Linked DNA regions of Macaca mulatta: region 1 is linked to region 2. The links are chromatin contacts, called in public Hi-C maps. All regions are on one chromosome and are shown on one strand. Each heading gives the region's core, a stretch centred on a gene start, on an enhancer-like site or on the middle of the called end of the contact. The rest is flanking DNA. Distances are from core to core; before and after follow the strand shown.

What was found. A called contact is a pair of places that touch in the nucleus more often than the background predicts.
Region 1: a contact with region 2 is called in a Hi-C map of cortical neurons, with 5 times the contacts expected there. The contact joins the promoter of DLK2 here to the promoter of YIPF3 in region 2. A contact is called at or near these places in 8 of 14 Hi-C or Micro-C datasets (CD4 T cells, blood, cortical neurons and 4 more) and 1 of 4 datasets of contacts at active chromatin or transcription factors (intermediate progenitor cells).

The regions. Positions count from the first base shown.
Region 1 is chr4:138,661,080-138,664,308 of T2T-MMU8v2.0, forward strand. DLK2 (delta like non-canonical Notch ligand 2) reads left to right here and starts at 1,719. Exons shown (of 6, transcript NM_001266365.2): 1 at 1,719-1,743; 2 at 2,267-2,397; 3 at 2,672-2,735. The coding sequence starts at 2,322.
Region 2 is chr4:138,601,845-138,605,012 of T2T-MMU8v2.0, forward strand. YIPF3 (Yip1 domain family member 3) reads left to right here and starts at 1,799. Exons shown (of 9, transcript NM_001260624.1): 1 at 1,799-2,068; 2 at 2,703-2,909; 3 at 3,097-3,168. The coding sequence starts at 1,988. POLR1C (RNA polymerase I and III subunit C) reads right to left here and starts at 1,703. Exons shown (of 10, transcript XM_077999887.1): 1 at 1,614-1,703; 2 at 1,415-1,486. The coding sequence starts at 1,682.

The sequences.
Region 1 (3,229 bases), core at 469-2,968, 59 kb after region 2:
AGTAATTTTTGAATTATAGGTTGTTTGCAATTTTTTACCAAAAAAAAAAATGTGTTTAAACAAAATGAATGGTAGAGCCATGTCATTACTCAAATTCAGAGAGCTTTTCAGGGAAGAGGCGATCACAGTTGAGAGGAGGCCAGCTAGGGAGCTGTGTGGGTGTGAGTGTTATGTCCAACGAGACTGCAGGAAAAATGAGTCCAGGGGCTCTGTGCCTGTGGAGGTGGCTATGTGAAGGTGGGAAGCTGCTCTGCACGGACTAGGGACTGCTCCTTCCAATGTTTTGAATTTAAAGATGGTGAAATCTCAATCTGAAGGACTAGAGATGGACGCTAGCGTTCCTGACCTCTGCCCTGTTGCCCTCCACAAACTAGATATTATGTTTTGGGTCCTTGTCTTTTTGTGTGTGGGGGGGTGGGGGTGGGGGTAGAAGTTTTGCTCTGTCCCCCAAGCTGGAATGCAGTGGCGTGACCTCGGCTAACTGCAACCTCTGCCTCCCAGGTTCTCAAGCGATTCTCCTGCCTCAGCCTTCCGAGTAGCTGGAATTACAGGCGCGCGGCACCACGCCTGGCTAATTTCTGTATTTTTAATAGAGACAGGTTTCACCATGTTGCCCAGGCTGGTCTCGAACTCCTGACCTCAGGTGATCCGTCCGCCTCAGCCTCGCAAAGTGCTGGGATTACAGGCGTGAGCCCACCGCGCTTGGCTGGGTCCTTGTCTTGAAATGTGTCTCTGAGCCATTAGCCAGGAGCGGCAAAGAGGCCTGGAGGACAGCCTTCCCCCACACCCCCTCCGTTACTCTCAATCTGAGCTCCAGGTTTGGGCAGTTGAGGATTAGCCTGAGGCCAAGGACGAACGTGATAGGGTACGGAAGAAGCAACTCGGCGGTGGAGGGGGTTTTGTGCTCACGTTTACAGAGTCAGGTACATTCCCAGTCCAGAAAGGATTCTCGGATGCAGTCACAAAAAGGAATGCGGTGGAAGGGCTGAGACTTGAGGGAGGGAAGGGTGGTGGGGGTAGGGCCAGGGTGTGGGTGGGTGGATGGATCGGGTTATATTTATATAGGGATAGGTTGATCTTGGAAGGCTGGAGACGGCGACATGGACAGGAAGAAGCGGAGGGCGAGGAGGAGCAGAGGAGCACACAGATGAAGCCGGTGATGAAGGCTTTACAAGCGGGGAGGCGTGGGCTGGTGACAGGCGGAGGGAGGGGAGCGATTGCCTGCGTGTGCATGGATCTATATGAGAAGCGTGATGAGCGGCGGACAGGCTAGGGCAGGGCTGGGGCGTGGGCCGCGGAGCGCTGGTCGGGAAAGTGGGCATGGGAGATGGGAGAATAACGGGGTCACGCGCCTCTGGCTTAATAGTTTGCTCCAATTGAGACTCAAGATTTCCTCCTCTCGTGGAAGGAAGCTGGGTCCGGGGCGTTGGGTGGCCGCGAAGAGCCGGGGCCCCGGGGAGCGCCGGGTGCTAGGTGTGCGCCGTGCGTCGTGGGAGGGGGGGGGGCGGGGGCGGGCTCCGCCCCTGGCAGGGGGCCTAAGCGCGCGCGAGGAGCCGCCGCCGCCGCCGCTCGGGGTCGCCTGGAGCCCCAGATTCCTGAGCGCTCGGCTCGTATGGCAGCCGCTTCGGCGCCCGGCCCCGCGGCCAGCTAGGGGCGGCCCCGCGCTCCCCCACGGCCCCTCGGCGGCGCCCGTCGGATCCCGCCTCGCTCTGCGCCCCGGGGCGCGGCACCTCCCCGCCGGAGGTGAGGACTGAGGGGACAGGGCGCGCGGGGCTACGGGTGCGGTGGGGATTCCAGGCCCCGCGCTGCCGCCGAGCCCAGCGCGGCGGAGATAGGAAGGGGACGTGGGAGAGAGTGGTGGGGGGGCTGTCGGAGCCGTGGGGCGGAGACTGCTCGCTGCCGGGAACCGTCCCTCCCTCCGGCCCCCGCGTTCCCTCGGTGCTCGAGGCCGCCTCTTGGCGCTGTCCCCATCCCGCAGACCCCTCTGTCCTGACTGCGATCCCAGCCCCAGCCATTCCCGCGCCTGGCCTCGCTCCACGCTGCCCATCTTTCGCCTCCTTCTTGCAGACCTGGCTCCCGGGTTCCTGTCTTCGCTCTTCTCGCGCTCCTCGCCTGCTCAACCCTTCCCTGCCCCCACCCTCCCGCTACCCCCATCCCCTTCTTCTGTCCCGGCGCTCCTCTCCCTCGGCGGCTCCTGTCACTTGGAACCCGTATCCGTGCCGCTATCTCCGCGTCCGACCGCCTCCTAACTGGTGCCGTCCCACAGGTGTTCACGCGTCCGGCCGTCCATCCGTCCGTCCCCCCTGGTGCCGGCGCTGACCATGCCCAGCGGCTGCCGCTGCCTGCATCTTGTGTGCCTGTTGTGCATTCTGGGGGCTCCCGGTCAGCCTGTCCGAGGTGAGCGCGTCCACCGGGCTCCAGTCGCGGCCCTGTCCAGCCGTCCTCGCTTGCACGTTGACCTCTGCCGGCCGGAGACGGCACTGCAGTCGCTCCGACCCGCGAGGCAAGGAAGACCAGGTTGCCTCTTTGGAATGGGATGGGTTTCTGTGTTATGTCCTGCCCTAGGGCTGAGTCCACTCAGTTACCGGAACCCCAATCCTCTCCTGAGTCCCGCATCCCAGCGAGCTGTGCCCTGACTCAGACTCACCCCTCCCACATCAATCTCTTGCAGCCGATGACTGCAGCTCCCACTGTGACCTGGCCCACGGCTGCTGTGCACCTGACGGCTCCTGCAGGTACCTGTCCTGAGCACGTGCCCCCAAACCCTTTGGTACCCATTTCCAAGCCCTTCACATGCACAACAGAGTGTCTAGGGGCTTCACACTCTACTCTTCATGCCTCCTATGGCTGACTGGCTAGCCCCCCTTTCCCCTTTACCTCAGCTTTCTTGCTTCTTCCAGTTTTTATTTCCCCACTTCTTTAATCTCCCAAATCTGATCCAGGGATTGTCTGAACCATTGCTCCTCAAGATACAGGGAGAGAGACCTAAAGCTTTAGAGAGCTTGGGGATTGGGTGCCATGAGGAAATGGAAAGATAAAGGAACGAGAGAAAGGGAAATTGTTTAGCCTGGAAAAGAAATGCTGCAGGGAGAGTTGCTGGGGAGAAACACTTACAATGAAAGAGTATCTTCCTTGATGAGTTTGAGTAGTTGACTCACTGGGGTGGAGAGTGGAGATTGGGCACATTCTGTAGCAGGAGGAAAGTGGACATAAGGAAATGAGCTGATGG
Region 2 (3,168 bases), core at 549-3,048:
GCCTGAACCCAGGAGGCGGAGGTTGCAGTGAGCCAAGATTGCACCACTGCACTCCAGCCTGGGAGATAAGAGTGTCTCATGAAAAGGAAAAAAAAAAAAAAAATCCCCTTTTTTGAACGATTCCCCTGGTTTCTGAGCTCCACTCTTCTTCCATCTCTGATGATCAACTTCCACCCATCTCTAAATTTGCCAGGTTCTTGTCTCTCTCCCAGGTCACCTTAACTGTACTAACAGTTTTAGCAACTATCTGTTCTGACAACTCCCAAAATTTTATCTCACTTCTGATCTCATTTCAAGCATGCAGTCTTCTAGCCTGCTAGATTTCCCCACATACAGAAAACAATGCATCATCATCCCTGTTCCCCAGACCCATTTCTCCTCTTAGTAAATGATACCACAAAGCAAAAAGCAGTTCCCAAGCCAGAAAAAGTCATTTTATGCTACCCCCACAGCCTTTATCCAAGCAATCATAAATTTACCTTATATTCTTCCTTTGCTCTATTTCTACCATCAGTCTTAGTTCATATCTTCAACCTCAGCTTCCCTTACAACAGATCTGCCTGCTCCATATGATCCTCCTCAAACTCATTCCCTCCCAGCCATCAAGGTTGCAAATCTGATCATGTCTGCTTAAGAAACTATTCAAGCTCCCTATCATCCACAGTGTGACACACTTCAATCTTGCCGACCACTCATGCCAGAACTACTTGGACATTCCCGGAGCACATGTCACAGAAGTCATAATTTTTTTTCAAGCATTAGCCTTTTTCATTGTTCATACTTTATTCCTTGTATCAACAGGTTAAAAAAGTAAAATTTTCCCAGGCACTGATTTACACATCATGTTTATAAGCTGCATAAAGGGTAACATTTAGGTCAGTTGCATAAAGAGTAACATTCAGTAATCTATTTAAATGCAATTTTAACCCTTATTTTAAGCTAAGTGAAACAATAATACAAAAGACTAAATACACACAAAACCTGCATATCCTGAACTTCACTGACGTGAAACTCAAATCTTTCATAATTCAACTCCTGTTTTTTTTTTTACTTACCATTCAAGGTTCAATTCAGGTGTCCCCTCCTCTTGAAATGTTAAGTACCTCTCGGCCCCTCTTCCTGGTCTCAGCGGAATGCTCCCCACCCCAACCCTGCCGTCTTCATCGCTATCAACCACCTTCACCATATTACACTAGATGCACTTGTTTATACGCACCATTCCTCAACAAGACGGAATATCTCTGCAGAGATAGAAACCGTGTCTAATTTGGCCTGTAAACGGAGCGTCTAGCACATTGCTCAACAAACACAAACGGAGCGACCCCCAAAAGCAGCTGCTGAGACAGACACAGGCTGCTCAGGCCACAGGGTCTGGCCTTCATAACCCTCCCCAGACAACTTCGGCCCCACTTACCTTCTCGAAGCGGTCCTGGTCCCAGGCATCATCATAACCGGAATAGTTTCCGGGAAAGTCAGTGGTATGGACCTAGAGCAAAGGGACGAGTTTGTCCACAAAGGGACAATGAGCCCACGGCTATCCCCACGCCAATCCCAAGACCCACCCCTGTTCCGCTCTCATTCCTCCCGCCCGAGCTCAAGGCCACAAGGCTTACATTGCGAACCCCAAACTCCCCTAGAACCACGCGGCCCCGCATCTCCTCCACCGCCTGAGAAGCCGCCATCTTCAATCTCTCCACGAGACTGGAGGCTCTATCTGGCGCGTGCGTCCTAGTAGACTGGCTCCGTCTCCGTGGCAACGCGCCACCGCCTGGAATCTTAAATATCGCGAGACTTTTCCCCGCTTCCGTCCACGTCCCCAGCCTCCGGAAGTTGGTTTTGTCCAAACATCCGGGCTTCTCTTTTTTGTGTTCCGGCCGATCCCACCTCTCCTCGACCCGGGACGTCTCCCTCACTAAGGCCCACGTCTCGCCCACTCCTCCGCGCGCGGGGCTAGCGCGGGCTTCAGCGACGGGAGCCTTCAAGGGACATGGCAACTACAGCGGCGCCGGCGGGCGGCGCCCGAAATGGAGCTGGCCCGGAATGGGGAGGGTTCGAAGAAAACATCCAGGTAATGGCCCCAAGGCACTAGCTGCCAGCAACCCGAGGGCCAGCGATGTCCAGAAGTGTCTTGAGGATTCTTCCTGTGGGCCTGGAAGTCCGCTCCATTTGCAAAACTCTCTTCTTTGGGTCTTCGTGCACACTAAAGTCAGTAGGATTAACATTGACCTGAAAGGGCCAGACTAGTACTCCAGCCTGAGGGTCTCGGGTCTCTGGGCCCGCTCGAGGCATTAGGAAGAAGGTATTCTTGGAACAAGTTAGGAAGTTGGTCGGGGTCAGGCATGGAGTGGGGTTGGGTGGGATTCACTGGCATTCGCTGAAAACATATTATGTGTATAGTTTTGTTTGGGGCTTAGGAAAGAAGGAAATGGGCACTTTTTCAGCCTTTTAGTCTTTGGTAGGTAAGGTAGGAAAAAGACAGGAATGGAAGACTAGTAGTATGTTTCCCAGGCTAGAAAATTCAGCCAAAGCTAGAAACCAAGAGTTCTGAGAGCATATGAGGGGGAATGGAGTGGCATGATCTGTAGTGATTCCGAGCCGTATCCTCAGCAGTGGAAGAACAAAGCCCTAAACCCTGGGATGAGCAGAGGACTTAATGGATGGAACAGAAAAGTCCTGCACTCTAGGAGCCATTGTCTTCACAGGGCGGAGGCTCAGCTGTGATTGACATGGAGAACATGGATGATACCTCAGGCTCTAGCTTCGAGGATATGGGTGAGCTGCATCAGCGCCTGCGCGAGGAAGAAGTAGACGCTGATGCAGCTGATGCAGCTGCTGCTGAAGAAGAGGATGGAGAGTTCCTGGGCATGAAAGGCTTTAAGGGACAGCTGAGCCGGCAGGTGGCAGATCAGGTAAGCATGATTGAATCTTCTGCAGGTGGAAAGGTATACCTAGGTATGTCCCATGTTCTGGAGTTGGTGTTGGTGATGTTTGCCCCAGGTTGTCCAGTTAGAACCATGTAGAAATCAAGCGGAAAATAGGCAACAGGGTCTAGAACCAACAGTCCCACAATACCTATGCCCATCTTCCTTACTTCAGATGTGGCAGGCCGGGAAGAGACAAGCCTCCAGGGCCTTCAGCTTGTACGCCAACATCGACATCCTCAGACCG